5 separate regions of the Mus musculus genome follow, and all the other regions are linked to region 1. The links are chromatin contacts, called in public Micro-C and promoter capture Hi-C maps. All regions are on one chromosome and are shown on one strand. The core of a region is the stretch at or near the end of the contact, and the rest is flanking DNA. Distances in the headings are between cores, read along the strand shown. Region 1 holds the start of Cacna1h (calcium channel, voltage-dependent, T type, alpha 1H subunit). Region 2 holds the start of Caskin1 (CASK interacting protein 1). Region 3 holds the start of Hs3st6 (heparan sulfate (glucosamine) 3-O-sulfotransferase 6). Region 4 holds the start of Igfals (insulin-like growth factor binding protein, acid labile subunit). Region 5 holds the start of A930017K11Rik (RIKEN cDNA A930017K11 gene).

Region 1 (6,060 bases), core at 2,060-4,559:
AAATATCTCCTGGCTACCCACCATGGGATGGGAGCACCCACAGGAGTACCATATAGAACTTGCAGACACACCTGGCCTCACACCTGGTGGGGGTTACAGGGCTGGGAAGCCGAACGACAGAAGCTTTGGATGGTAGAATCCAAGAGGACCCCAAGGCCCTCTGCGTTTGAAGGACCTAACAGTAGGTGAAAGCAACGGGCTGGGAGTCTGGAAGGGCCAATGTGGCAGGTGGAGAGTGCTGTGTCTGATGGAGACAGTTAAGAGAAGTTAGGATACAAGGTGCCTACGTATGGGTATGCACTTATTCACAGAGGGTGTAGGTCAAGTCCAGACTTGATCCAAGCAGCTTGGGAACCACTGGGAATTCTGGGAGGGACATGGGTGTATGGGCAGAGGACAAAGCCACATGAAGATAGAATGGAAGGTCTTGGGGTATGTAGCTGCCTGGGGGTGGATGCCATGAGCACCTTCTGAGCTGGATAGGTGCCCACAGGCTGTGGCAAAGGCATCCCCACTGCCTTCTGCCCTGTGGGCCAGCCTGCCTTCACTCACCATAAACTGCTGGATGGAGGGAACAATGTTCCCCAGGGTCATGGCCACGGGATTCCCACTGGCTGAATTCCCTGGTTGTTTGTTCCCCTTCCAGTCCTCAGCTCTTTGTCAACTAGCAGCTCTGTACACACGTACGTACACACACACACACACACACACACACAAAGGAAATAGAAAAAAAAATTCCCAGAGGCCTGGAGGATTTTAAAATGCATCCGAACACTCTGTATGGTTTAATGAAACAATTTTAACGCCAACTTCTGAGTTGTCCTACGCTTGTCCCCTCATTGCCTGCTCACCACGTGAGCGTATGATGCTTTCATTGTTTTGAACCCAATTTTCTCATCTCATATCTGAGTAGTGTCTGCTTTTCATTTCCTCTCCTGAAGGCAAGTCTGTGTCACATGGATGGGCTCGGCCCCTGCAGCGAAGCAGACATGATCTAGGCTGATGGTGCTCGGGTGTGGAAGGCCACCTTAAGTGACCACTGCCACAGGAGGCTGAGCAGACAGAGTATCAGCCCAGGGACAGGAGACCCTGGAAGGGCAGTACAGCAGATCCCCGGAAGGCTTGATAGAACAGGAGACATTGGAAGAAGTCCCCTAAGGTTTAAATCATAGTGTAGGTGTCCCTTCAGTTGGTCCGTGGCCGGCTTTGGGTCCTGCTGGCTGTGGGAATGGCTCAGTCAGACATACACACCAAGTCCAGGGCCCTTCCCCTTCTCCAGAAATGTGAACAGCAGAATGTAAACAGAGATGGGTGAGAGATAGCCCTCAAGTCTAGGGTGTATGACGCTCCCTCCAGGCTCCATGGGGCCCATAGTAAACCAGCTCTGGCCCTCTCCTTCCATCTTCCTCTGCAAGGATGCGTTCTGCTCTCCTGAGTCCTCTCACTCAGCCATCTCCTGATTTCCAGAAGGCCTTTGCATAGGGGTCTTGAAGCTGGAGAGCTCTGGGACCCTGCCTGTTTCCTTGTCCTCCAGGAGCCATCTGCCCTTGGCCAACAACTATGTTTCCTTCCTCGCCCCACCCCACCACTACACACACTTGTTCCTGGCCTGCCCTCCACTGGAGTGAAGCCCCCAAGAACAAGAAGATGTCCAGTGTCCCCTCCAGCGGACCTGTAGCTCCAATCGGAGCCTGGCACCTTATCGGTCTCCAGCTAGCTTTCAAGCAAAACACCACCTTGCACTTCATCATAACCTTTCCGAGGGGTTGGAGGAAAGTGGCAGTGCTTGCCAGCCATCTGGTCCAGGACCCCGCGTTGGCATAATTCGCCTGCTTGTCTATGCTTCACTCAGCTGTGTTCAAGGCTCAAGGCTCTTCCTGATCCCTCTCCTGGGTGGCTAGGTCCTTAATTGCTCTTTGAGGACCTTAATTATGGGCCGCAGCCACCCACTGGTAAGTAGGAGCATTAAAATAGAGTAAATGTTTTTCTTTTCTTGAAAAGTTCACATATACAAGACAAGGTGCTGTTGGGCCCAGGGGCCTGCCCTGCCTGGACCGACAGGCAGAGGACATGGTTCTTGTTCTCCACCTCCTTCCCCAGGCTGTGCCCTTCCCAGGCTCAGTGGTGAAATCCTCTTAGAATCCCAGAACCACATATGGGAAACTCCACTTCTCTGCAGCTCACCCTGCCAGGGCTCCATCCAGGTCTGAGGTTGCTATGTTGCTCTGGCCCTCCAAAGAGCCCAGCTACCCCAGGGCAGAGGGAGGCTGCTCTTTGTCTAGGACAGGAATGGTTTTCCCCAATAACAGGGCCTGAAGGTGAAAGAGCCCCTTGTTGGTTGAAATTTAAGTGGATGTACACCTAAGAGCTGGAATTTTATGGCCCTAGTGTGGTAATTGTGAGAAAGTAAAAAAATCCCTGCATACCTCCAGCGGGAGAGGGGGGGAACAGCCCCTCTGCTCATGCCTTCATGGGACAAGGGTCATGCAACCACTGGAGTATGAAAGGAGATTCAGCGACATGCTCAGGATATACCCTCTGTGTGCCTTGGCGGGTGCTGGGAGGCCCCGCTCGGCTTGTACTCCTTCTCGAGGTTCTTCCAAGAGCCCCAGTCCCCAGGAGAAGGGGGAGGGGGATGGGCACCGGCAAGTTTGCGGAAACTGGGAGGAGTGTGGGGGAGCTGCGTACCAGAGTACCCGGACTGCCCCAGGACAATTGGTGTCGCGTCGCGCAACGCGCCCCACGTCGCCCACGCGCCCCAAAGACACTGGCGCCCCGGCACACCCAAGACACACGCGGTGGGGGAAGGGCACGCGCCTCGCGGGCATGGTCACGGCGTGCCTCCCACGCCTGCTGAGCCCCGCCCCCTAGCCGACCCTAGCAGTGAAGAGAAGGGGCGGCGCGCGAGAAAAGGAGGGGGTCCCCGCCGGCTCCGCGCCCCCGCAGTGGGGGTGGGGAAGGACGTTGGCGCCGCTTCCCCCGCCCCTCGTCCAAGCATCCCTGCGAGCGCCCCCTGCTGCCGTGCTCTCCCGCGAGACAGTATGGGGCGGGAGGAGAGGTCGGGGAGGGGGGCGCGGACCGGGTTCGCCCAGTCCTGGACTTGGGGCTGGCGGCGTACCGGCACGGAGAAACACGGACCAAGGGATGTTGTGGGATAGCTTACGTCTGGGTGGGGGCGGGCCGGGCTGATGACCCCCGCCCACTCTCCGTCCCTATCTCGGTCCCTGAGGGTCGCCCCCTGCCCGCCCCGGCCGCGTTGGCCCCGCCCCATGGGCCGCCCCCGCCGCCCCGCCTCCCCGCCACTGCTCACTCCGAAGTTTCCTGCGCTGTGCGCGGACGGGCTCCAGGGCTCGCTCGCTCCCTCTCTGGCTCGGCCGCGCCCCCGGCCCGTGCCTGCGGTCCGCGCCCGCCCCGCCGTGCATTTAGCGGTTTTCCGCATCGGGACACCGTTGCTGCTGCTGGGCGGGCCGGAGCTAGAGCTTCCGCGAGAGCTGGTGCCGGGTGGGCCGGGGGCGCGGGCCGAGGAGGCGATACTGGCCCAGCTCCGGGCTCTGGACTGGGTCCCCAGTGACAGCGCCGCCCGGGCTATGCCCACAGGGACGCCGCTGGCCACCGGAGCGAGGTGAGATGCGGAGGGTACGCGCGCTTACTGCGCGCCTGGGACCCTTTGAACTTGAGCTCTATGGGCTCGGAGCCCCTAGGGCTCCCGCAACCCTTCGCCTCGGCCTTGGGGGTGGGGCTGCCAGGCTTTGCTGGCGGGAGGGGGCGGGGGGCGCACTTGTCTCTAATAAGGAGAGACAAAGACATCCCGGCGGCCGCGGCTGTTCCCGCAGCTCCGCTCCGCCTGAGGCGGGGCGGGGGCGTCGTTCCTGGGCCAGGGTCACCGCCTGCCCCTCTCTCCGCAGGTGCTGCCCTCTGCCACCATGACCGAGGGCACGCTGGCAGCGGACGAGGTCCGGGTGCCCCTGGGCGCTTCGCCTTCGGCTCCTGCAGCGCCGGTGAGGGCTTCCCCAGCGAGCCCTGGGGTGCCGGGGCGCGAGGAGCAGCGAGGATCCGGGTCGAGCGTGTTGGCTCCCGAGAGCCCAGGGACCGAGTGTGGTGCGGACCTGGGCGCCGACGAGGAACAGCCCGTCCCATACCCCGCTCTGGCTGCCACAGTCTTCTTCTGCCTCGGGCAAACCACGCGGCCCCGCAGCTGGTGCCTCCGACTGGTTTGTAACCCATATCCTTACAGGGTTGGCAGGGCGCTGGGGACTGGGGTGTGGGACTCCTCTGCGTACGTCCTGTGAACCCGGCTTGTGGGATCCGGCGGGGGCTCTGGGTAGGGGTGCTAGGGCGGCGTTCTTCTCAGAGATGGTAGGGTTAGCCTGTGGAATCTGGGTTCAGAGGCACCTCGGGACGGGAGAGTATGAGCAGAAGCGGCGAGGATGCCGCCGGTGGAAGGAAATGAAAGGTAGTTAACTCCAGGAGTCCTACTGGGGCGGGGGATGGGGGGAAAGATGGGAATCCCCGCCTTCTTAGCTTTCCAAAGGAAACACCTGAGCCTGTGTGAAGACCCTCGCTGGAGTCTGGGGGCCGGAAAGGGAGAAAGTTTCCACCTGCTCATTGGCGCTGTGTGCCGGGCAGGGCTGCTCCCTGGTTCTCCTCGAAGTGACGTTGGTTTGAGAACTCACTTTTCCAGGCTGAAGTCCGTTCAGGGGCTGATTTAAGTCACGCACAGCTGGGTGTGTGTGTGTGTGTGTGTGTGTGTGTGTGCAGGAGGCAGCTAGCTTTGACCCCGAGCCCCTTCACCACAGTTGCCTAGGTCAAAAGGAAGGGATTGTGACTTCTTTTTCTTGGCCCCAAGGCCACAGACTTTCACTGAAGCTTCCAGAACAGGGTTGGGTCAGTACTGGCAACATTTCTGGGGTGCAAAAGAGGCTTTTGGCCCCAGAACAGGTGGCCTTTTAGGGCTCTCCCTGATAGGCTTGATAGTCTCAGAGGAGGGGCTGAAATGATGCCTGGTAGTGCGGCCACCCCCACCCCCAGCAACTGCTCGGAACTGGTCACCAGGGCTGGGTGGGTGGAGGGCCGAGGGGAGTTGACATGGGCCCATAAACACTCTTCAGCGGAGTCCGGGACAGAGGCAAAATGAGCAATGTGTGTATATGTTTCTCTACCTTGTGTGTTTAACTGTATAAATATTAAATACAAAAGAGAAATCTGTACCAAAAAAAGTAATAAAGCCCATGTTTTTTTTCACTCCAATCCAAACACTGGGTGAGTCAGTTTTCTCTGCTTGTAAAGGAGGGTGGTCCAGGGCTGTGCTTGGGCTTCACTGCCTGCTGTCTTTGTCCTTTGCAGTTGATGGTAGTGACTGCCCGTGGTGGGCATCTTCTGGGTTGGCTGGCCCTCTGTGCAGGAGCAGGGTGACCTTGTGTGCCAGCTGTCAGTTTGTCCCCTCTGCGGGATCTAGACTGGGAGGTGACTGGACCACTTGGTTTTGGTGATGAGATTGTATGGCTGGGAATAGTGATGAGCCACCGGGCAGTGCTACTGTGGACCTTGGGGAGGTGGCAAAGACCAGCCCTGTGTTAGTGCCTGAATTTGTTGTTCTCAAGCTGTACAAAATAGGAGAAGAGCGAGTGGACCTAGACTTGGTCTCCTGACAGCCAGGATGTGGCTACACAGGAGTTGGAGGCTGAGCCTGGTTCTCCGGCTGCTGTGTCCCTGGGGACTTCTAACAAGGTTGTTTGTGTTGCTACCTTCAGAGAAGGTGGGGATGGGATGGCTCTCGTAGGTAGACTGAGCCTTCAAGGACTGTAGAGCTAACGTTGCCACCTGGTCTGAGCCGACTGTGTGGTCTAAAGTGGAAGGTGCCCTTGTAGGTCTAAGAGAGACTCGGGTGTTATCAGGCCTGGAATAGAGGGCAGGGGGGTGAGCAGAGCTCTCAGCTGAGGAAGGAAATGCCAGGCTGTCCCTACAGGTAAGAGCACGAAGGGGAGAAAGGTAGATCTTCGCTCTCCAGTACGTCCCTGTCCTGGAGCTGCTGGCAGGTTCCAGGAGGCCTGCCACACCCCC
Region 2 (6,060 bases), core at 1,883-4,382, 940 kb after region 1:
TAGGAAGCAGAAGTAGATGGCTCTCTTGTGAGTTCAAGGCTAGCCTGATCTACATAGCCCCAGTGAACCAGTCAGGATTACACTGTGAAACTGCTTCACAAGAAAATGAATTAAATTTTTTGGGGGGGAAGGGGTTGGTTTTTTTCGAGACAGGGTTTCTCTGTATAGCCCTGGCTGTCCTGGAACTCACTTTGTAGACCAGGCTGGCCTCTGCCTCCCAAGTGCTGAGATTACAGGCATGCACCATCACTGCCCAGCTCCTTTCACTTTTTAGTAGGTGTTTGCATCAATACAGGACACAGGCATGGTATGCAGCTTCATGGCAGAGAGCTTACTTAACATTCGTGAAGCCCTGGATTTCATCCCCAGCACCACAAACCTACACAAATAGCCTACAACCCTCACCCCTGTTTCTTGTGACCCCCCCCCACCCCCGACCTCAAGCTGCTCTCCAGAGACCAGTTTGAGGTCAGATCTAAACTCTAAGTTAGAAGGGAATTTAAAAACAAACAAATACACAGATCTCACTATGTTGTTCTGGCTAGCCTGGAACTCAATATGTAGACCAGGGTAGCCTAGAACTCACAGAAATTCTCCTGACTCTGCCTCCAAAGTGCTAGGATTAAAGGTGTGTGCCACACAGCCTGCTGGAAGGGAATTCTTAATGGGCCAAGGAGTGAGTGTGTGTGTGTGTGTGTGTGTGTGTGTGTGTGTGTGTGTGCGCGCGCGCACATGATTCTTCTGGGAATTTCTACAGGGTGTCATCAGCCTGCCTCAGAGAGGAAGGCTAGGCCACAAAACTAGACAAGGACCCCTCACCAGCAGCAGAAGAGCAGCCCCCTACCAACATCTTCCTTCCAAAGTTGTCTCTTTTCCCCTCCAGGACAACCGCTAAGTGAGCATGCATGCGCAGGCTCCCTTGGAGCCACAGGGTAGGGAGGGAAGAGCTGGGCACCCAAAAGGGCTCAAGAACAACTGTGGGAAAATCTCTAGGCTGGACTGGAGACCACATCCTCTTTTCTGTTTTGTTTTTGAGACAGGGTCTCTATAGCTCACTATGCATTAGACCTAGCTGGCCTTGAACTCACAGAGATCTGCCTGTCTCTGCCTCACAACTGCTAGGATTAAGCCTAAGTGTATCATTACGCCTGGCTGGTGTGTGTATGTGAGGGGGAAACCACACTCTCAGGATACTTATGGACACCCCTCACCCCATGGCCCAAACTCCAGCTGTACTTTGCTAAATCAAAATACTTCTTACTCCAAAGCAGGCCAGCGTTGCCATGACAACTGAGCTAATTCATGGAGGGATTTCTCTGTCTGATTTATTACACCGCCCCTCTGACTCAGAGACTACAGACAGAAGGGGCAAGACCGACAGGTGCCTCTGCTGAGTCCACATCACTCCAAGGCAGAGGTAGGGACCCAGGCAGAGATGACAACCCTCTCTCCTATCCATGATGGCCAAATGGAAGGGAAGAGGATCCCCATATTTGTGGTTCCCACTGGCTGCCAGCAGAAAAAAGCCAGCTCCATTAGCATTTCCTGAACTGGAAGTAAGTGTCTCCTCTTCATCAGTCCCTTCTTAGTGCTCTCAGGATGCTGTGGGGTGGCAGGGACCACAGATGTTCCATCCTACAGATAAGGCCATTAAGGCCTAGAGAGTCAGGATGACCAAGGACACAGGCCACTAGGTGGAAAGCTGTGCCTTCCTCTCTTCAACCTGCCTCTCCCTATGAAGCTCTTCCACTCTCAGCCTTGAGGCCCTAAAGCCAGCTCTAGTAAGTGGAGCTTCCCAGGCTGCCTGTGTGCCCTGGAGGCACCAGTGTCCTTCCTCCAAAAGCAAAGTGGACAGGAGCCACTCCAGACGGTCCCGTGTCTCAGCAGCCCCCTGGAGAAATGGGGCCCCCTCCCCGCAGCTTACGATGGTGGGTTGGAAGTGAAAGCACCCAGGTCCCATGTGTTGACCTGCAGTGCCTGCACAGGTGCCCTGACACACTGACACGGTCATACATACACAGCTGCGCACTTGGCTAGTCCACACGCCCATCAATCCATCTCCAGAGGCCCCTAGGGAGGCTCTAGGATGAGCAGGGTTGAGAGCCAGAATCAAAGCTCCAAGCTCCGAGGCCTTCCCTGGACCCCCAGGGCACAAGCTAGGAATGGTGTGGGAGATCCATTACAGATCCTTGGCCCCCTTTTCCAGCAGAAAAAGCCAGGGACGACCAAGGTCTGCAGAAGCCTGCAAGAGCCTACAGTCCTTATCCCCCAGGCTGTCCCTGTCTGAAGCCCAGCCTGCCCCAGGGCTGGGCGACCTTGGGCGCCTGTGTTTCACTCCCTCATCAGTAAATGGCCCCCACTGGCCATGCCTGGGCAGCCACACCCCCAGCGTGGTCCCCCACCCCACCCCTTTCCCTGCAAAGCGTGTTATTAAACATAGGGTGGGGAAGGGGTCTGACAGAGATTGCTAGCCTCTGGTCGCCCCTCACTGCAAGGGCCCCTCCCTCTCTCTACAATGTCTCTTGGGGGGTGGGGGGAATCCGCCTCGCCCTTAAAAGCACAAGTAGAAATCATCAGCCTGCAGCCTGGAAAGGGAGGAGATCCGAGGGAGGATGTGATCGCCAGCGGCCTCAGGGACGGTGGGTGCCGCAGGTGCCCGCAGGGGGCTGGGCGGACAGTTCTGCGCTCGTTGCCGCCCCTCCTCCAGAGCTAGGGCGAGAAGGGGGGCGCGGACCAAGGGTCTGAGCGCTCCTGGCCCCGCCCCACCCCGGGAGACCCACAGCATCCCTTCCTCGCCCTGCACCCCGGCGGGGTGGGCCCCGCCCGCGCCCCGCGCGCCCCCCGCACTCACTGGCCTTCCCCGGCCGCGGCCTCTGCAGCAGCCTCTGCGCGGTCCCCACGTCCTCCGCCTTCACTGCCTGCACCAGCTCCTGCTCCTTCCCCATGGCGCCGCCGGGCCCGCAGCGACGCGGCGCTTGGTGCTCTCGGCGGCTCAGACGCAGCAGCGGCTCCGCGTCTGCGATCGCATCCTTTCCAGCCCGCGCTCCCTGCGCCGCCCGCCGCCCAGCGCCCTCCGTGGGTTCGGGCTCGGGCTCGGACTCGGGCTCGGGCTGGGGTTTCGGGCTCGAACTGGGGCTGGGGCTCCGACGCGGAGGGACGGATAGCGCGTCACGGGCGGGGGGCGGCCCAGGGGCGGGAGCCGGCGGCGGCGGCCGGCACCCGGTGGCGCGCCGCGTCTGAGCCGCCTCCCGGACGCCTGGGTCCGCTCCCGCGGCCGCTGACCTCCGTCAGCCCGCGCCGGCCGCGCGCCTGGCTCCGAGGCTCCGCCCCCGCGCCCGACGCCCCCTCCCCACGTTTGGGTGCGCGGGTCAGGCTAGGCCTCTGCGGACAGCGGGGAACCGAAGACGACAGCCAGGGACAGAGGACGGTGCGCAGGGGGGCTGGCCACCGAGCACCGGCACGGCGGCGACGCAAGCCTAAACCTAGGAGAGGTTTCTCGAGGCTGCGGGACCTGAGGGGGAGGGACTCGGAGGCAGTGGGCGGGCGGGAAGCCGGGCACAAGTGCCACCGGTGCCGGCCCTCCAGAGGCTGTCAGACATTTCTGGCCCGTGATTCCTGTGGGAGGTGTTGAGAGATTGCGAAGAGGAATCTCCCAATAATGAATTCGGTGTCAGGGAACCCGTACCCCTCCTCCCCCCAACTACACCTTCTTCCCAGGCAGCCTCTGGCTTCCCTCCACAACAATGCAGGATGACTGTTCTCCTTCGAGGACAGCCTGGAAGGGAGCTTGGCTTTGACACTCTCATCATCTACTTGGATATAACTGTCTATATCCACCAAGAAGTATCTTAACCTCCTGTCCTCAGCACCAATGAAGGCCCAGCCTCGTCCAGAACCATTCTAGTCTAGCCCAACCTAAGCAATCTCCTAGCACGGGTTCCCAGTCTGCATCTCTGCTTGACCAACACCTCACCTTTCTCCTGCCTGCCTGAAGGCTTGGGCTGCGCCAGGCCTCCTCTGTTGCCTGCAGCATTATGAACACACAGCAGCTGAGATCCTTGTCTTGAGTGAGGTTCTGCTCCCTCGGCTTCCTTATTACAAGCAGGAGCAGAGAGCATCACCCAACCCAACATTACAGTGGAGAGAATTCGGTGAGGGTTCACATATGCACAACCAATGTATTATCATGGAATTCTGATCATGATAAAGTCATGAGGCTCGAGGAATGAGCCTAGGTCTTCTGATATGTGGTAGGCTCTCAGAAGAGGTCTCTAAATGTAAAAATCCTTCCATTGGACCATTAGAGTGACTGATTCCTAGTTAGTCCCAGGGTCCGGTGTTGTGCTGGCCATTTGGGATAAAGCTGAGCTTACCGTCTCCATTTTACAGATTGGAAAACAACAGCCAAGGACTAGAAAATGCTTTGCATTCCTGTGTAGGTGCTACAGGCCCCCAGGTCTCCAGGTTATAGGTCTGGACTTAGAAGCTACATTGGTTCCTGTCTCTGGTCTTCCGGTCTTCCTTACACTAGTTGTATCACCCTGAACTGCTGCTCTTTCTGTCTTTCTGAATCTCTCTTTCTTTCTTTCTTTTTTTTTTTTTTTTTTTTTTTGGCTTTTGGCTTTTGTTTTTTTGAGACAGGGTTTTTCTGCATAGCCCTGGCTGTCCTGGAACTCACTCTGTAGACCAGGCTGGCCTCGAACTCAGAAATCCGCCTGCCTCTGCCTCCCAAGTGCGCGATTAAAGGCGTGCGCCACCACCGCCCTGGCTCTTTCTGAATCTCTTATCTACCCTCCCTGTCAAAGGTGGGTAAATAATGTGTCCCCTTCATCTATGCCAGGGTTCACTGTGAAGTTGTTCACGCAGTTAATCCAGGATATAGCAAGTGTCCAATGCACAGCTGCTGCAGATATTGTGATATTCTTGGCCCTTGCTGCAGGGGTTCCAACTGTATTCGATCCATCTTCACATGGTACCGTGCCAAGCACGCAGGAAGCACTACAGAAATAAGTAAATGTATAAAAAGAGAACTGCTATTATCATGGCTGCTATTGCTGTGCTTGGAGCTTGTAAGAGAAATCATCTTTGTGGGACCTGGGGCAAAAATGCAGAGAGAGGCCCACTCACCAAATGCTGATCCCAGAGTTGGAATTGTATTGATGACTGTTAAATCAAACATGTCCAGCCTCCCACCTTAACAAATACACATTCACCAAGACCTGAAAGGGCAAGCTTAAATTTAATATTCTTGGACTGCTTTGGGCTAATGACCTGGCCCTTGCCTGAAGTTGTTATATTTCTTTTTGTTTGTTTGTTTGTTTTTTTGAGACAGGTTTTCTCTGTGTAGCCCTGGCTGTCCTGGAACTCACTTTGTAGACCAGGCTGGCCTTGAACTCAGAAATTCGCCTGCCTCTGCCTCCCCAGTGCTGGGATTAAAGGCGTGAGCCACCACCGCCAGACTATACTTCTGTTTTCTGTCCAGCTTTAGGTCATGTATATCCCATAAACAGGCCCCCCTGAGTCAATCCTCGGGCTGGGTGTGGCATCCCACTGTGTGGTCCACCCAGGAAGAGGGATGTGCAGACAAGGGACATTGACTGGATCCTTTTGGACAGGATCTGAGTGTCTCCTGTTAAATGCACACTGTGGTCTTGAAGGGACATCTGGGCTGTAGGTGGGCGCTTGGATTCCTTACCTTAAAGGGTGGATGGTGAGCCTGGCAGTGGTGGCGCACGCCTTTAATCCCAACACTGGGGAGGCAGAGGCAGGCAGATTTCTGGGTTCAAGGCCAGCCTGGTCTACAAAGTGAGTTCCAGGACAGCCAGAGCTATACAGAGAAACCCTGTCTCGAAAAAAAAATAATAATAATAAAAAATAAAAAAGGGTGGATGGTGGCAAGAGGAAAGCCAGAGGCTTCCCCTACTGGATCAGACTAGAGCCCAGAGTGGGCCCAGAAGACCAAGGTCAGACACTGCTGGCTGTTGACCATGGGTGAACAAGTTCCTTGATGCTCAGCTGCATTGCCTGTAAAATGGGATATCAGCTATGCCTCAAGGGCTG
Region 3 (6,060 bases), core at 963-3,462, 680 kb after region 1:
GAGACCCTGTCCCAAAAGTAGCAGCAACAAAGCCAAAGAAATAATGTAATGGAGAAGCAGAGAAGATAATAGTTGTGCAAAAAGCAACCCAGGGCCCCTCTGCTGAGTCCAGCAGATACACGGGTCACTGCCTGAATGAGGCAGATCACAGCCCAAGATGAGCAGTACCTCCCCAGTGGCTGCTCCTCTCCCACCTCCCTCCCTCAGCCCAGGTCCTGTGACTGGAGATACCACCATGGTATCAGGTGGTAACTTTCAGAGGCTCAGTGCATGCATGTGATGGGTTGAAGGGACATTACCTGAGAAGCTGCCACCAGAGAGCTATAGCCAAGTGAAGAAGACACTAGGCTATACAGTCCCGAATCCCAGACAGGCCACTTAGCTTACTCCACACTTCTGAGCAAATCCAGAGCAGCAAACCACAGAGGATAACCCTGAGTAGGGTGGGGCCTCGGGTCCCTCCCTTCCCCAGCATCCTCTGCACACTTCCACATGGATCCTGAAGCTGTGCTGTGTCCTGAACGCTCCCTCCTCCCATGCTGAGAACATCAGTGTTCCCGAGAACCTCTCCTCGGGTAGTACTGACCCTTAGAGGTCTCGAGCTTGTTCTCTCCCAAACCCGTTAAGACCGGTCTTAGTGCAAAAGGCAGAGTTAGCAAACGGGAGTACAGAAGAACCCGGGAAACAGTCAGTGTGCCACCCGCACTGACTCTCCAGGTTATCATGGCTCAGCTCGGGCTTGCAGAAGAGGCAAGCCAATATAGCCCCATTTCCCTACATGAAGGAGCAGGGGGCCCTCGATGCCTGCAGGAGGCGGTGGGCGGAGCCTGTGGGTAGTCACACCAGAAGGGAGGAACCAGAATCTGACCATCCACCAGGACATACTGCTGTACCTGGGGTAGTGCTCCCCACATTCCACTGCTGCATCCCAAGTCCTCCTGTATGTAGAAAGGACAGCTACAGAAGGGTGTATTCCAGTCCCCACCCTTGGGCTAAACCAAAGAGCAGAGTCTCCCTCCTCAAAGCCCAGACCTAACTTTCTTCAGACTCCAGCAGCTATAGAGGGCTCCCTGATGCAGGGTGAGGGAGAGATTCTTAGGGGTGGAAAGGCACTTTCTAGAACACTTCTGGAAACCTGGAGGCCCTTCCAAAATATACTTGACTAGTGGTCAGATAATTACCAGTACTTACCCAGAGTTATAGCAGGGAATGGACAGACACGAAGGGATGATAAAGTGACTGAGCTCCAAGTATCTCTAAGGCTGCCAAGTAGCTCCACCGGGATTATATTGATATAAACCATAATAATATATGGATATATATTAGTAGCTTAGTGGTAGAATACTCGTTTAGTACATTTGAGGCTTCAGGTTCAATTCCCTGACCCTCTAAAAAGGAAAGTCTACCTGCCCAGTTATCTCACTCGCTTGAAACTACTTTCAAGATAGGATCATGCCTCGCTGAGTCCCTTGGCCACCCAACAGGAGAACAGAGTTTTCTCTGAGATTTTCTAATTCCTGCGACCCTTGGCTATAGATGGCCTCTCCTTCGAGGGTCGCTGTGCCCAGGAAATCAAGGCTATTTCCCTAACAGGCTTGTTTTAGACCCAGTGCCCAGGATTCTACCCTACTCATCCTGGGTTCTAAGAAAGCACAGTCCAAGGCACACACCGACGAGGCGCGGACCAGCAGGGACGCTCACCGGTACCAGGCGAGGCCGCGATCATAGCACCTGTCGAAGAAGTGGGGTTCAGAGCCAAGTGCACGGACGTCGGGGTGCAACCGCAGGAACTCCAGCAATGCGCGCGTGCCGCCTTTCTTCACACCCACAATGAGCGCCTGAGGAAAGCGCCGGCGCCCCGGGCCGCTGGCCACCGGCAGGCCGGGTGCTCTCAGACGGAGGGAGGTGTGGGGCGGCTCGGCGGGTGCAGGAACCGGAGCAGGGGCGCGGGCGGCAGGTGGACAGCGGCCGGGGAGGGCGAAGAGGCAGTAGGCGCTTAGCAACAGAACTACGAGCGCCAGCGGAGCACGGAGAGCACGCAGTGCAGTCCCCTGGCCCGTCCCCGCACCCTGGAGGTCACCGGCCCCGCCGCCCAGGCCACCGCTACCTGCCATGGGGTCGCTTCGCGCTCAGGCTCGGGAGCGGGAACCGCAGACAGGTGCGCATCCCGGCTATAGTGCGTCGCCCGCTCAACCCCAGGGCGCCCGGCTTCTGGGTTGAGCTCCGCAGCCTCGCAACCCTGGAGCCGGAGAGGGGCGGGGCGGGGCGGGGCGGGGCGGGGCGGGGCGGGGCGGGGCCGAGACGCCCCTCCCCAGCCCTCGCCTGGGACTAGCGACTCCAGCTAACTTCCAGAGCGACCAGGAGCTATCCCAGCTACCCCAACACTCCTCCTGAGCTGGTCTCCGGTTCGCTTGGCTCCAAAGTCTTCGCTCTTACACTACGGGAATGCGTGGCGCGGAGGGACACAAGACTGGGCGAGTGGGAATCCCCGTTCTGTCCTTTAAAAGTCTATCTCTGCCCCTTTGGACCAGGGCGACAGGTGTGCGGCCTCAGCCCCTGTTTCCCGGAGCCAGGGCCTCATCACCGGAGGACACCGTGTCCAGGAATCGCCTGTGCAGGAAGGATGGAGCCAGGCATACATCCGGCGCGGAAAGGGTCCCCATGCATCTTTGAGCCTGTGACAGGAATGCTTGTTGCATTACTTGCCAACAGTCCACCTAGCCATTCATTAGGGTGGGAGCCCTGCCCTGTGGAGAGAGCTTGTCCGATAGTCGGGCCACCATTTTAAAGTCCTTGTATCAAATAGAGCTGGCCTCCCCAAGATGTCAGTGATCCCTTCGGGAAATTGCAAAGCGGTGACACGCCCCCTCGCCCCCCAGGAGTGAAAAGGCCTGTACTAGGAGGCAGGGGAGGCATCTGGGTTCTGTCTGTGGAGCTTCCTCTGAGCATAGTGAGATTCCCGGGGCCCTCACATGTGTGAAACCTACCAGACACTGCAGAAACTTCTCACCCACCCACCCACCCCCACCCCACCCACCCACCCCCACCCCACCCCCGCGCCTCCATGTCCTGTTCCTGGCTCACCGAGTCTACAAAGCTGCTTACTAGGAATGCAGAGGAGGAAAGACTCCATCCAGGATGCCGAATAAGTTGCCCTGACCAGGGAAAAGGTAACGGCGCCTCTTCTTTCTGCCTCTGTCCGACTTTCCTGGCTGCCCAGTCTAGTCCCTGCCCCAGTACCCTTACTCAGCCTCTGCCCTCGGCTCTGTTTATTAATCAGCAGTCCGTGGGTCTCATGGCATCTGAACAAGTCTCACACTGCAGGCTGCCTCTGAGGGACAGAAAACTCCAATGACCCACAGACATTTAGTTCCCACCCTGAGGGCAGCTAGGTACAAGGGGGACATGCACCACCCAAAACTAGTCCCAGACACCAGAGCTACATTTGCTTGTCAGGGCAAGCTGGTGCCAGCAGCCCTGTGGGCGGGTTTTTAGTCCAGCACTGTCTGGGAAGCATGTTAGTACATGTAGGGACCTAGGAAGTTCTTCTTCGGATCTAGCTGTAAATGGGATTTGTTGAAGACAAGCTGGTTCTCCTCTGAGCACTCCCAGGGAGGTCCCATACTGCCCGATTACACCTTCACAGTCTGAGTTGTCACCACTTGAGACTTAGTCCCTGGTAATCCCCCCATCTCCTCAGTGCTGGCTAAGTTCCTACCTCCTGCTGGTGATTTCCTCTGCAGGATGCCTTTCCACAGGGCAGAAGACTCTCCAGGAGACACTGGCCCGGAGCAGCTGAGAGTTTGGAAGCTGACTCTCTTTCTCCATCTTCCCTCTGGCTCTCTTGGCGGGAAGGGGTACAAATCTGGAGATCCCCCTGATGGCACCCATTCCCAAGCTCTCCAAAACTCCTAACATGGTGCTGGCATGCAGAGACTACTCAATACATACTGATTAGAGAGGAGAGGGTAGAAAAGGCATTCTGGAGGTGATGGCCAGATAAGAAGTTAACCAAATTCAGGCAGAAGAGGGAGTGGTAATGGCTGCTCAGCAGAACACAACAGCCAGAGAGATTGGAATGGGAATGCAAGCTCATCTTGCAAGGAGATAGGAGAGGAGAAGGGCCTATTAAAGTCCCTTCCTCTGGCCCATGGCCACAGGCTACGGCCACCATCAAGTCTTTGGGGTGATAGCTTTCTTGAGGTTCAGCTCACATACTATTCAAAACTAGACATCATTGACTTCCAGAACGTTCATCATGTTGTGCAAATATGGCTATCATCGACTTAAATGTTTATTTTAGATTTTATTTTGTTATTTACGTGTAGGACTGGATTTTTTGCCTGCCACTTATGTGTGCATACCACATGTGCCTAGTGTATGAGTATGTCAGAAGAGAGTGTCTGGTCCTCTGGGACTGGAGTTACAGACAGTTATGAGATTCCATGTGAGTGCTAGGAATTGAACTTGAGTCCTCTGGGAAAGCACCCAGTGCTCTAACCACTGGTCCCACACCCACACCTATCAATTTTAAAATATTTTTATCACCCTCCAAAAGAATCCTAGACCCATTAGCAGTCATCCCCTGTTTTCTCTCTTTCAGCATGCATGATAACAAGTCGCCAGTGTGTTTTCTGTTTCTCTGTGCTCACTGGTCTATCACAGACTCATCCAGAGTCTATCAGTTTGCCTCTGACTTCTCTCTGAGCACCACTATTTCCGGGGGCTTCCACAGTGTGGCATGTCAAGGCTCCGTTCCTTTTGTGTCTCACCTGTGGGAAATTTCTGTGGGTCCAAGGTACACCCTCTGAGTGCTGATAGACTCCATTTACCCTGAACCACCACCTTCATGGAGCGCTGGGCTTTAGGGAAGCCCTGAGACACTACTTAGGGGATGGGAAAACACAGTCTAAGGTGAGGGAGGCTGAAGCTGGGGTTCTTTGACTCCCAGGCATCCAGTCACCAATGGGGTGCTGCACAGAGGAGTCAGGAATGAAGGATCAGGGATCCATGGAACCCGCAAAGAGGTCAGAACTGGGTGCTCCCAAACTCCTGGATAGCTAGGTGCTGCTGGGTCAGGAGGAGTTGGGAAGGGAGTTGGAACCTGCGGGCTGAGGACTATTGATGGACGATGAACCTGGGCCAGGGAAATGGGGGATTCTGGCTTAGCTCATTGGCAAAGGTCCTTAACTTGGTGGTTTTCTGGAAGTGCAGAGAGGTCTTCTACAGGAGACTTAGGCTGCAGCTTTGTAGGCCCAAGGCCTTCTCCATGATCCCCACAGTGGTTTCAGTGGAAGAGAGAGTCCTTGGTTCTAAACTGTTTATTGGTTGTTCATGGTGGAAAATGGATGCATACCAACTTCTTTTTTTTTTTAAGATTTATTTATTTATTTATGTATTTATTATATGTAAGTACACTGTAGCTGTCTTCAGACGCACCAGAAGAGGGCATCAGATCTCATTACAGGTGGTTGTGAGCCACCATGTGGTTGCTGGGATTTGAACTTCGGACCTTCGGAAGAGCAGTCGGGTGCTCTTACCCACTGAGCCATCTCACCAGCCCCGCATACCAACTTCTAAGGGTGAACCAGAGATTAAATACCTTTTGCAGGAAGGAATGTCTGGGGAGGGAAGCTTATTGGCTAAACCCTAAAGGCCTCTAGATACCTCATGGGCATGGAGAACCCATGTTCTGGAGCTACGTACCACAGGTCATGTTTCCTAAGTGGGAAAAGTGTGGCCATGTGTTCCAGGCCAGGAATCTGGTAGGGAGCAGGGAGCTGCCTACATCTCAGATGGGTGCCTGGGTGCCAGGGACTCTGAACCCCCTCAACCGTACCAAGTTTCCTGGCACAGACCACTGCCCTACAAATTTCCACTTCCCAGTTATAAGTATTAGTGCTACTAGGAACATCTATATAGAAGGTTTCGTGTGGTTATGTTTCACTGTTCTTGAGACTCTTAGGGGAACTTCTGGGTCTTAAGGCAGTTCCATTTAACACTTTAGGAAGAGTCTCTTAGTTGCTTCTTTCTTTCTGAAGACTTACAATTTTAATTGTG
Region 4 (6,060 bases), core at 1,200-3,699, 560 kb after region 1:
TTGTCCCGGAGGAAGAGCCTGCGCAGCCCTGAGAGGCCGGCGAAAGTGTGCAGGCGGATGCGGCCCAGGCAGCTGTGCTCCAGGTGCAAGCTGTGCAGCCTGCCCAGCCCTTGGAACACATGCTCGGGGAGGCTCCTCAGACAGTTGCCGGAGAGATTCATAACAGCCACGTTGAAGAGGCCAAAGAAGGCGCCCACCTTGACCTCATGGATCTGATTGTCATTGAGCGTCAGTACCTCCAGCTGCCCCAGGCCCTCAAACGTCTTCTCACCTAACTGCCTGATACGATTGTGGCCGAGCTGCAGTTCCTCCAGGAAGTGTAGATCTTTGAAAGTACGCGGCCGCAAGCTAGTGATGGCGTTGTGTGCCAGGCGCAGGACATGCAGACCCAGCAGGCCAGGGAAGGTGTCCTCCAGGAGGCCAGCCACACGGTTGTGTGACAGGTCCAGCCAACGCAGTGCCTTCATGCCCAGGAAGGCACGGGGGGCCACAGCTGTGATGAGGTTGCGGTCCAGGTAGAGCTTCTGCAGCCGGGGCAGATGTATAAAGACATTAGCTTTGACGCTGCGGAGAGCGTTCCTGCTCAGGTCCAGCTCCCGCAGCTCGCCCAAGCCACACAAGAGCGCAGGCTGCAGGTAAGTCAGTTTGTTGCCAGCAAGCACCAGCTCATGGAGGTTGCCCAGGCCCTGGAACACCGTGTCAGGCAGGACCACTAGGCTGTTCCAACCCAGGTTGAGGTCCCAAAGGTGACTGAGGCCCCGGAACAGCCCTTCTTCCAGCCGGCCCAGGAGGTTGTTGCCCAAACTGAGTGAAGCCAGACTTGGTGTGTGTCTGAACAAGCCTGCAGCTAGGCTCCGGAGCAGGTTCCGTTCCAGGTGCAGATGGTAGAGATTCTGCAGGCCCAGCAGTGCCTGTGGCTCCAGGCTCCTCAGCCAGCTGCCCTGCAGGTTGAGGAAGTCTAGGCTGGACAGGTTCTGGAAGGCCGCTGAGGGGATGGAGGACAGGTTGTTTCCGTCAAGCCACAGAGCCCTGGTGCTGACTGGGATGCTATCGGGCAGCTGAGTGAGGTTCCTTGAACTGCAAAAGACGCTGAGCTCATCTGTGTAGTCATCATAGCTGCAGGTACAGGTGACAGGGCACTGGGGGCCCTCGGCATCTGCTGATGCTCCAGGATCTGTCCCCTGCAGGTAACAGGGGCCCAGTGCCACCCAGAAAGCCAGAAGCACCACCAGGGCTGGGCTTCCTGTGGGGAGAAGGGTTGGCAAGGAGATGCCCCCAGGATATGAACCAAACCCTGGGCTTCCCTAACCCTCAGCCATTGTAAGAGATGGCATCCACCATCCCACTTTGATACTAAGCAAACACTGGTGACAGCCACGTCCTATCTTTTGAAGCCACTTCAATTTCCCAGACCCTGGAACCAGCAAGTGGTGATCCCCGTCGCACTGCAAGGGCACAGAGGGCCTGGGTCTCCCACATCACCCTGCTCTCCAGGCAACCTGGGCCCTGGCCACTAGGCAGGCTGTGTCCTCTAGGGTGTACAACAGCCAGGCTGAGAAACAGAATCGAAGTGCAGTCCAAGAGCTGACTCTTGCAGAATACTTGGGGATATAGACCCAGGTAGCATATTCATTTGTGGTCCTCAATGGCTAGGCAGCAAGCTGGGCATTCCCTGCCTGTTGGGCCCTCATATGGGTGAAGCGTGCCTTATTTGCTCCCCATTATATGAAGGCTATAACCCTTACTGGTAGAAGAGTGGGGGTCTAGAAAACCCCAACTGTCCATTCAACCAAGCGTCAAATCACATGAACCCAGCTAGCACCCCAACTTAATCTGCCTCGGGTGTATGCTGAGAACCCCAGATCAAGTTGGGAAGAACGACACTGTCCCGCACCTGCGCAGTTTGTATCTGGTGTGACTGTGTAACGGTGGTTTGGAAGTGGGGGAAGCCCTAGGCATTGTGGGAGCACACCAATGGCAGACGAGGAAGAAGACATTTTCCCGTTCACCCAGGGCCAGGCCCTTAAGAGAAACGGTAGCCAGAAGGATCTCGGGCTGTGTGCAGCATACCATCTCAGCAAGCTATGAGACCAGAATATGGGGAGCAATGAGCCCCATTTCTGCACCTTGCGCCCAGGGGTGAGGTACTTGTTTCTTCTGCCTACCCTGCCTTCATCTGGCCCTTTCCCACAGTGCCGCCACCAAGGGGGAAAGTAACCGAGACCCTCCGGTGCCAGGAATTGTATCCAAGACCCAACCCAGAATTCCCACCAGCCCACCCTGAGTTAAGCCTACTGCGGCTTCTCCCAGAGGGCTCTGGCTGAGGACCAGCTACCCTCAGAGCAAGTGGCAGGGGAGACGGATTCCTCACCTGTTCTCAGAGCCATTGTTCCTTGTACAGAGCTGGCCGCAGGCAGGCAGTGAGCAAGGGCCGTCTACAGCACAGGCTGCTGCCCAGTGGATTTCCCCACTGCCTGTAGCTGGCAGCCCTCAGCTGGCCCTGCCCCACACTCTGGCTCCTTTAACCCTCTAGGGCTGGGCAACAAGTCTCAACAGAAGCTCCTCTGGATGCGGGTGGTGCAGGGGAGGGGCACTTTGTCCGCCCCAAAGTCTCGGGGATTGGGGGGCGGGGGAGCAATTGAAAGCCACCTCTGCTGGTGTTGGAGGTAGAGGCTTGGTGGAGTAGACCTTCAGGATTGGTGCTCAAGGTAGGTGTAGGGGGGGCCCTGTCTCCCAGTAGGTTCAGCTAAGGTGAGGGAGCTCGGGGGTTCCTGGGAATTCCCCCCACTCACCTCTATACGGAGCAGATGGCTCTGTCAGGCTTAAACAGTTTGCCCTGTTTCCTAAGGCCTTGCCTATACTTCTCGAATGCTCTCTGACCTGGGGTTTCTTAGGCCTAAGTGGGCCCACCATTTGTGCCTCCCAGTCCAGGGGTTTGTCTAAGGCCCAGTCTCAGTCTTCCTGTGACCTCTAGGTCAGCTGACGGCTGGCTACCGCCCCTCCCCCAGGGCCTCTTCTAGGAACACCTGGCAGAGCCACCAGCTACCTCGTGTTTGCTCTCCCCAGCACAGTCCTCCTAGAAAAGGGTTGGCAGGAAGACAGTGGGGCACCGCAGCCTCAGGGGCAGAGCCAGTTTCTGCTGGCCTCCACAGTATGGAGGGCCTAACAACCTACTACTTCCTTGTGTACAAAGACCCCAGGTAAACATGCTGCCCCAGGGGGAGGCAGGAGGGCCATGTGTGGGGCCCTCAACCTGGCCCTGGCTCCACTCACCCTGCCGGAGCCACATCTCAGCTTCCTCCTCCAGGGCCTGAAACCTGTGACCTGACGGACACTCCAGCCAGTCCTGCCTGAGCTCTGTCCCTTTGCCCTGCCCGGGATGGGGGGAATGCACACGGGAGGGGCCAGGCAAGGCAGTGCTGGGTTTCAGAAAGAACAGCTTCTCAGGGGCTTGGGGGACATTGGGAGCCATCTCTAAGCAAGCAGAGGAAGTAGGCAGGTCTGGGAGGGTCAGGGGCTGTGGCTCCCACCATGCCTCCCCATGTCTAGGGCATTTTCCATGTTATTCCTCAGCCTCTTTTCTGAGAAATTATAGATCGGCAGGGAGGGAGTCTCCGCCCAGAGCCACAGAGCAGTTTACACAGCAAAAGTGCGGTCTCAGCAGAGCTGCGGGGCCAGTAGCCAGCCTCTGCTGAGAGCAGGGGCCAGCAGTGCCTGAGTCCCTGTGGGCCCTGCTGGACTAGGATCTCTTCCTGTCTCCAAGCCCTGCTTCATGTGGTGTGGAAGCCTTGCCAGGCTTGCTTCACCCAAGCGAAGTGCTGCCACCACACCACACCACACCACACAGGAACACAAGGCCCAGCCACTGAAGAGCCGTAACCCCCGACAACTCTGCTATTCTATCCAGGGTTACCTCCTGGTGCCTTCCCTGGGCCCTGTGTCTAGCCTGGAATATGCCAACAGACAGAGCCTATGTTTCTTCAGGCATCATCCAAGTGAAATGCAGCCATCATGGTACAATTGTCCTGGCTGGACACTCAGCGCCTCCCTCCGGGACCACACCCAGTGAAGCTGTGAATGGTGACTTTCGAGGTCTGAAGGGCCTGTGAGTGTTTCTGTGGAGGCAGCACTTGAGTGTCCACAGGGAAGTGTATGTCCTCCCTAACACTTCTATCCCTGTACCTCGCTGACTGGTAGATGCCTGCCTGTCCATTGTTCATTGTTTTCTGGATTTCTGGTGAGGCCAAACACGCTGAAGCTGTCCAGCTACCAGACACAGATTGTGGATATTTATTGGTTCTTCAAGATAGGGTTTCTCTGTGTAACATCCCTGGCTATCTTGGAACTCACTTTGTAGACCAGGCTAGCTTCGAAATCACACAGATCCTCCTGCCTCTGCCCCCCAAGTGCTGGGATTAAAAGCATGCACCACTACTTGGCTCTTTCTTTTTCTTTTCTTTTCTTTCTTTCCCCTTTTTTTTTTTTTTTGACAAGGTCTCCAGTAGACCAAACTAGCCTCGAACTTGAAATATTGTAAAGGATGGCCTTAAACTCTTGCTTTTCCTGCCTCTACTTCCCAAGTGCTAGGATCCCAGCCTGTGTCACCTTGCTGAGGCTGATTTTACATTTCTGTGACAAGACCTCACTGTGTAGTCCAGACTGGGCTCAAATTCAGGATGATCCTCTTGCTCCAGTCCTCAGTACACTGGGCTCATAGCCATCCACCACCCCCGGCTAACCCTTCACAGCTTTGAAATGTCCTTTGATTGATCAAACTAGAGTTTTGAGTCCTGTTTACATTTGGACCTAAACATGTTCCCTTTAGGTACTTTTATAATCTTTTATGTCGCTTTCCACAGTTCACATTGTATCATCTGCCACACTCAGGGAGAGCTCAGGTTTCATTCTTTCCCTGCCTCAGCACCAGGGTCAGGTGCGCCAGGCTCTCCTAGCCCCAGTCACTGCTGCTCCTACCTGGATCCTCAGAGCTGGGGCTTTCCACTGTCTTCTGTGCAGCTGCTGGTTTTACAGGCGTTACCATACATGCTGACGTCTAGGTAGAGGGGTGAAGAACCCAGTGAGTAACCGGCTTGACTTCTCCAGACTGAACCCAGTATGTGGTGTCTTCAGTGACGGGGCCTTACTGTCAAGCTCTGGATGGTAGCAAAGGGTATTGGCAATAGCATAGAATGCTTGGGTATCTTTGGGGGAGTTCTCTCTCTCTGTCTCTTGGTTTTGTGGTTTTTTTCCAAGACAGGGTTTTTCTGTGTAGTTACGACTGTCCTGAAACTCACTATGTAGACCAGGCTGGCCTTAAACTCACGGAGATCCATCTGCCTCTGTCTCCCGAGTGCTGGGCTATGGGGCCATATTGGTCAACAACCCACAAACCCACCCCTGGTACTGGAGTTTTCATTTGCTAGCAAACAGTATCTAGTTGGGGTGTTGTGCTCTTTAATGGGCAGCTCCATTAAAACTAATTGTTTTAATTTATGTGTGTGAGTGTTTTGCCTGCAGATATGTCTGTGCAGCAAAGTGCATGCCTGGTGCCTGTGGAGGCCAGAAAATGGCAGCTGTTATCCTAAAACTGAAGTTGAGACAGTTGTGAAGTGCCAGGTAGGTGCTGGAAATTAACTCTCTGAGGAGAAACCAGCACTCCAACTGCTGAGCTATATCCACTACTCTGTATATATTTCAGGAATCTTCTATGGCAGTAGGGTTCCATGTGGCTTTTTCAAGAGGTCTGTTGTGGGGCTGTGGGGTGTGGGGGAAAGAGAGGGGAGGGAGAGAGTGCCCATATCCAGCCAGAGTTCCTGTGCTCTGGGCAGGCAGATATGGGAGGACTGTCAGACACTTTCCACTCGGCCTCGGATGGGCATCTGGCTGTGTGAAGCCACTGGACCCCACTCGAGGGGGCGGGGGGGAACGGGGGATGGACAAGGGACAGCTCTGATACCAGAGGCCCCAGGGCAACACTCTCAGCCCTGGAGAGAGGGCAGAGGGAGAGAGGTTCCCATGCAGGCGAGAGTCCTAAGTCCAATCCATGGCTGGAAGACCTGA
Region 5 (6,060 bases), core at 916-3,415, 520 kb before region 1:
TGGGGGGGGGGGGGGCGGGGGGTGCTCTCTACTCTTGAGCAGAGAGGGCTGCTGCTTAGGGAATGTGGGCAGGGTCTCAGGTTCAGACTGACAAGCAGAGGCCGGGTGGCACACGCCTTTAATCCCAGCACTCGGGAGGCAGAGGCAGGCGGATTTCTGAGTTCGAGGTCAGCCTGGTCTACAAAGTAAGTTCCAGGACAGCCAGGGCTACACAGAGAAACCCTGTCTCGAAAAACCAAAAAAAAAAAAAAAAAGATAACAGACTGACAAGCAGAAACACAAACACAAAGCTATGGGGCCTCAGCCACCCATCAGGAGGTATGGCCATCTCCTAGAGCTTATGGTCCCCAACTCCCAAAGGGTTGGATAGAAGGCCCAAGAAGAGTCCTCGTGTGAGGAAGGAGAGGAAAGGGCAATCACGAAAGGCTGTATGTGCCTGCAAGCCCCTTAGGCAGGAGGTGGACGACTGTCAGACACACACTGTCAAGCTCTCCAGACCTACATGAGCAAGCCCAGAGCTCAGGAGTCTAGGAAGCACAAATATATCTCCAGGGGAAAGATATCTGCCTGGAGAGATGGCTCAGTGGTTAAGAGCACTGACTGCTCTTCCAGAGGTCCTGAGTTCAATTCCTAGCAACCACATGGTGACTCACAACCATCTGTGATGGCATCTAATGTCCTCTCCTGATGTGTCTAAAGACAGCTACAGACAGCTACAGTGTGTACTCATATGCATAAAATTAATAAATTATTCTTTAAAAAAAAGAATAGAAAAATACCTTGAGGTTGTTTTGGGTTTTTGGTTTTGGCTTTGTTTGATTAGGTCTCTTCCTCTCCTCTCACTCAAATTTCTAAAAAGGCCTATAAAAGGTGGTACTGCGGGGCATGTGGGCCCTCCACTTCCCTCCCACTTTTCCCATTCTGGATATCTATCTGTCTCACTTCTCCGGGCCTCCATAGAGCTGGCCTAGGCAGTGATCATCCCTAGGGCTGTCAACCTCATAAGTGAGATGCCACATGGCAGACCTCTTGGTTTCTTCCACAGGCCACAGGCTCAGTCACCTGAGCTACACCGGGCTTTACTCCCTGGATGCCAGAGCCAGGCCTCCTCTGGACAGTGGTCACATCCTCCAGCCTGCCCCTATTGGCAGACAGCCTATTCCCTAATTCCCAAAAAGAGGATCGCTAGAGTACAGAGGTGTCCTTGAGAAAAGAAAAAGGGCCATGCCTAGTGTCCCTACTCTCCTTGTCTCACAGTGACCTGACTCTGCACTCATTTCTAGTTAGTGCCCATGAGGAGCTGGTCTTCTGGCCCTAGGACTACTGGCACAGTGGCCATTCAAGCTGTCTCCCGGCCCCAGGCCACCTGCATGGTCAGCTGATTAGCTGAGCCAGGCAGGCAGAAAGGAGCATGCTGTACAATTCATACGTAACACCACTTCCAGCTCTGGATGTCCCTCAGTTGGGAGTGGGCTGCCTTTGAGGAAGGTGGCATGGAGACAGAAGGAAACTAGACTGGAGAGGCCCTGCTCCTTAACCGGCAGTAACCTTTGAGCGTTGGCCAACAGCTGAGCCCTGGCCATTATGTCTGCCACACAGACATGGGACCAGAAGTACTGATGCTTGTTGCCCTGAACCCTATGACTGCCCTGTGTACCAACCCAGAATCCCTAGAGAGATTTCACTTCTTCCACAAATCTCAACTGGGGAAATCCTAGGAACCAGTAGTGAGCCTGGACGAGCCTTAGGGTCCCAAGAGTCTTTGGACCTCAGCCTCCACAGGGCAAGCCTGGGGCAACAATCACCCTTCTATGCTTGAAAAACCATGCAGCACACCTCTGGGCTAAGTTATCCTCCCCAGTCACAGGCTGACTCCAGAGAGACGGACAGAGACAGACAGACACACAGAGACAGAGAGAGCAGGAGGGAGGGAGGGAGGGAGCCATGCCCACATGCACCCCTGGAACTCACCAATTACAATTACGCAAATTTCCCTGGGATCTGGCTAGAAGTGTGAGCCCAGATTTTAAGTTTTGACAACCCAGGAGCAGTTCTGGCCATGAAGACATTACAGGGAAGGGAGTTCCAGCATTCACTGTGTGCTCGGCATTCCAAACCCTCCTGGGTCCTTTGTCACCCCATAGCCCTTCCAGGAGAAGCCACCAGTGGGGATGAGGCCCTTCCGATAGTGGGCACTGGCACTGGATCTCCTAAAGCAGGGAGGAACCTCTTAGGACGTGAAGAGTGGGGGCTGGGAATGGCAGGATGTATCCAGGGGTAGGGGTGTCAGTGCATAGTGACCATCAGCGGGTAGAGCAAGGGGTGTGGGAGACGCCTCCTGTTTGGAGTAAAAGAACTACATAGGCTCCCTGGCTTGCCCAGTGGAAGCTGGCAAGGAGATATAGACTCCACCGCCTGAGCTCCGGGCTTTGGCCTCTCCTAGTCCGCTCTGGAGGCTCCCTGTCCTAGGGTTCAGCCCCAAGGCCCTGATTTGGGTGGGCAGGCGGCTGTCAGGGGCCAGAGCCCTGACTGATGCGTGCTGACGCCCCCTCTTGCCGCTGCGGGGACCCGGGAGACTTGGCTGCCTCTACGCACCCCCGCGGCAGCCTGCAGGCGTCGGGGGCGGGGACGGTGCCAGGCGCCCCTCACTCGGCCCCGCACCTGCGCGCCACTCCAATCTCTTGCGGCACTGTGGCGGGTCCGGCCTCGCTCCCTCCAGGAGCAGTCCCAGCGCGTCCGGTGAGTGCGCAGGGCAGTGTGCTAAGAGGTGGGAGTCGTCTGCGGCTGAGAGTGTCCCGCCTCCCGCGCCCAGCCCGGTCGGAGGTCGCTGCGTTTGGAAGCTCGCGCCGTGGCGCACGCGCTTCTCTGCCAACTTTGGTGGGCGCCTGCGAGTCGGCGTCGGGGAACGCGGGAGGAGGCGGCGGCGCCGTGGAGTTGCCGCCGCTTCTAGCTCTGGACCTCGGTTACCCCGCGGTGTTCGCAAGTAGGAAGTTTGACCCTTTGCCTGGCGCACATTTAGCAGACGCCGCAGGCTCGGTTCGGCGGACGCGGTAAGGTGAGCGGGCGGCACTTCCCGCGAAGTTGGGGCTCCGGCTCTGGACGGATGCATAGAAAGGGCTGCTTGTGATCCCAGCACCGTGAGGGCTCGTCAGGGCGGCGCCCGCAGCGGGGAGGCAAAAGAAAGGTGTTGGGGTCCCAGCTATCCTCTTCAGCTCCCGCGCTCATCCCTGTAGGACACTGAGTCTCAAGAGGGTCAACGGATAGGTGGGCTGGCCCTTCCAGCTATTAGTTTTCCAGACCAGGCACGCAGCCAGGGAACCCATGCCAGGTCATTAGTTGGGGTTGGGGCTGGGGCCGGGCAGGATGAGTGTGCCTTTGTGTATGTGGGGGCTAGTGTAGGGATGTGCCCTGTGTTGGACCAGTGCCCAGCATCCTCTGGGTCTTGGAGAGGTCAGCACCTCGGGTGCCTGGTCTGGAGGGAGGCACAGGAGGAGCCCCAACCCCTGGATCCAAGGCCCCAGAAGGACCACCTAGTCCGGGCTGGGAGGTTAGTTTAAGCGGTAGCACCAATCCGCACAGCTGTGTGGCTCCCAGGGCTGGGTGATCGATGGCCCCTGCACAGACGCCTCTGTTGCCTGAGCACACATGCCTATCTGTCATCACATCTTGCAGAAGGGGGGCGGGGGTGAGGTGGCGGGGGGGGGGGGCGGGATGCAGGCAGAAGAGACTGCTTGTATACATGCCAAGTCCAGGCTAGATCTGCAACCCTCCAGGGGGCCCCTGACCCTTTCCTGAGCCAGCATCCACCACCCAACCTTTGAGTCTCCCTCAATGTATGTTTGCTCAGTCATCTCTAGAGCCCAGGCTGGCCATGTGAACTCTGTGTGATTCCCAGCCTTCTGGCATGCACTGCTTTCCACCCATCTAGCTGTCTACCTAAGGGGTGCCCACCTGATCTTAGGTGGGACTAAAGGTGAATATCTATCATGGGCAAAGTGTAATGGCCAGCATGCAAGAGAGCTGAGTTCAGCAACTGCCTTCCGCTCCCGTCCCTGCTGTTCAAATCATGCGGCACATGTATGTCTGCATCCATGATGAGTTTGTGACCAAGTGTGAGTTACCAGTCATGTCTTCATGTGTTTTCGGGCATAGTCTGTAATGTAGGTATACTGTCGTGAAGAGGCACATCCATCCTGAGTGGGAAGTGGTGTGGATGTGCGTGTCCTTTGTGGCACACCCTGTGCCTGGTTAGCTCAACCATGCAGGAGCTGTTCCTTTAGGTGTAGAACAAGGATTCCTTGGGAATCTTGCACGCTTGTATGCACACACCCAAAGCCTATGTGCACACCCACCATACACAAGCTTGAGTGCTGGGAGAGTGGACAGCCCAGGTGGTGGCCCAGATGGAGTGAAGGGAGAAGTTTCTGAGCCAGTGTGCAGGACGTGAGGAGAAGAGGGTCTTGGCTGAGCACGGTCACTGCAGGCTCAGTCACTGACCTGCCTGAAGCCACCCAGATGGAGCTGGGTTGAGCAGGTGGCTGTGCCATGGGGCCATGCTGTGACATCCACTCCCCCCAGCCTGGATTTGCCTCATGTGTGGCTGAACCCCCTAAGAGACCTCCAGTGTGAACTTGGCACTTCACTAGCCGGCTCGGGTTACACACATGCACTTTCACACACATTTGTGCACATGTAGTGTTAGTCAGATCTCAAAGTTTCTGTTGGTTTCTAATCTCGGTGATTTGCTTCAGTTTCTGGTAGGGGCAGGTGGCTCAACCAAGGAAGTGTTTCTAGAGGGCCATCAGACTGGTGGCTCTTGCTACACATGGCTGCTCTCATTCTCTTACCAAATGCTCAGCGGGTACTGCCTGGTGCAAAGAGTAGAGACTAAATGGAGACCAGTTATCCCAGAAACTGGCCTGCAGGGCCAACTGGGCCCCAGCAGTGGGGATTTGTACAGGGTCACTTGGTAAATAAAATACATCCAGTTAAACTTAATTTTGGAGCTGGGCGTAGTGACACACACCTTTAATCCCAGCACTCAGAAGGCAGAGGCAGGTGGATTTCTGAGTTTGAGGCCAGCCTGGTCTACAAAGTGAGTTCCAGGACAGCCAGGGCTATACAGAGAAACCCTGTCTCAAAAAACAAAACAAAACTTAATTTCAGATAAACTATACTTTTTTAAAAAAATATTTATTTATTATATCTTAAGTACACCATAGCTGACTTCAGACACACCAGAAGAGGGCATCAGATTTCATTACGGGCGGTTGTGAGCCACCATGTGGTTGCTGGGATTTGAACTCAGGACCTCTGGAAGAGCAATCAGTGCTTTTAACCTCTGAGCCATCTCTCCAGCCCTAAACTATACTTTCTTAGCAATGACCTCTAGGTCCTCCCAAGACCATCCTTACCTTGCAAGCTTATCTATGTCTACCTGGATCAGAATGCCTAGCTGCCTCTATTTTCTCCCCCCCTTTTCTTTCTTTCTTTTTTTTTGGGGGGGGGGGTCGAGACAGGGTTTCTCTGTATAGCCCTGACTGTCCTAGAACTCACTTTGTAGACCAGGCTGGCCTCAAATTCAGAAATCTGCCTGCCTCTGCCTCCTGATTCCTTTTCTTTTTACAGAATCTCACTGTGTAGCTCTGGATGGCCTGGATCTCACAGCAACCCCCCTGCCTCAGCTTCCCAAATTATGGAATCACAGACTAGTGCCACCATATCCCCTCTCAAAAGAATGAAAGGTCTAAAGAACAAAGGTCGGGCTGGTGAGATGGCTCAGTGGATAAGAGCACTGATTGCTCTTCCAAAGGTCCTGAGTTCAAATCCCAGCAACCACATGGTGGCTCACAACTACCCGTAATGAGATCTGATGCCCTCTTCTGGTGTCTGAAGACAGCTACAGTGTACTTATGTATAACAATAAATAAACATCTAAAAAAAAAAACAACTAAAGAACAAAGATCAGAGGCTAAAGAACAAAGGTCAGAGGCTAAAGAACAAAGGTCAGAGGCCTTGGGGCAGGGCGGACTGTGGCTTCATGGGTTCTGATGCAGGGAC

The links. Promoter capture Hi-C pulls out the DNA fragments that hold promoters and counts their contacts. A called contact is a pair of places that touch in the nucleus more often than the background predicts.
Region 2: a promoter capture Hi-C map of neural stem cells shows a contact between it and region 1. The contact joins the promoter of Caskin1 here to the promoter of Cacna1h in region 1. A contact is called at or near these places in 2 of 39 promoter capture datasets (liver and neural stem cells).
Region 3: a contact with region 1 is called in a Micro-C map of embryonic stem cells, with 2.0 times the contacts expected there. The contact joins the promoter of Hs3st6 here to the promoter of Cacna1h in region 1.
Region 4: a Micro-C map of embryonic stem cells shows a contact between it and region 1, with 2.6 times the contacts expected there. The contact joins the promoter of Igfals here to the promoter of Cacna1h in region 1. A contact is called at or near these places in 3 of 39 promoter capture datasets (hippocampal neurons, liver and pre-B cells) and 1 of 484 Hi-C or Micro-C datasets (embryonic stem cells).
Region 5: a contact with region 1 is called in a promoter capture Hi-C map of embryonic stem cells, with 2.3 times the contacts expected there. The contact joins the promoter of A930017K11Rik here to the promoter of Cacna1h in region 1. A contact is called at or near these places in 2 of 39 promoter capture datasets (embryonic stem cells and liver).

Annotation. Positions count from the first base shown.
Region 1 is chr17:25,431,032-25,437,091 of GRCm38.p6, reverse strand. Cacna1h (calcium channel, voltage-dependent, T type, alpha 1H subunit) reads left to right here and starts at 3,309. Exons shown (of 35, transcript NM_021415.4): 1 at 3,309-3,622; 2 at 3,906-4,222. The coding sequence starts at 3,924.
Region 2 is chr17:24,485,855-24,491,914 of GRCm38.p6, reverse strand. Caskin1 (CASK interacting protein 1) reads right to left here and starts at 3,132. Exons shown (of 20, transcript NM_027937.2): 1 at 2,852-3,132. The coding sequence starts at 2,945.
Region 3 is chr17:24,749,140-24,755,199 of GRCm38.p6, reverse strand. It overlaps Hs3st6 (heparan sulfate (glucosamine) 3-O-sulfotransferase 6), which reads right to left and starts at 2,212. Exons shown (of 2, transcript NM_001012402.2): 1 at 1,702-2,212. The coding sequence starts at 2,114.
Region 4 is chr17:24,875,136-24,881,195 of GRCm38.p6, reverse strand. It overlaps Igfals (insulin-like growth factor binding protein, acid labile subunit), which reads right to left and starts at 2,449. Exons shown (of 2, transcript NM_008340.4): 1 at 2,372-2,449; 2 at 1-1,243. The coding sequence starts at 2,387. It overlaps Gm41549 (a long non-coding RNA gene), which reads left to right and starts at 3,127. Exons shown (of 3, transcript XR_876682.3): 1 at 3,127-3,200.
Region 5 is chr17:25,948,670-25,954,729 of GRCm38.p6, reverse strand. A930017K11Rik (RIKEN cDNA A930017K11 gene) reads left to right here and starts at 2,165. Exons shown (of 3, transcript NM_001358019.1): 1 at 2,165-2,739. It overlaps D630044L22Rik (RIKEN cDNA gene D630044L22 gene), which reads right to left and starts at 3,258. Exons shown (of 7, transcript NR_152187.1): 1 at 1,972-3,258.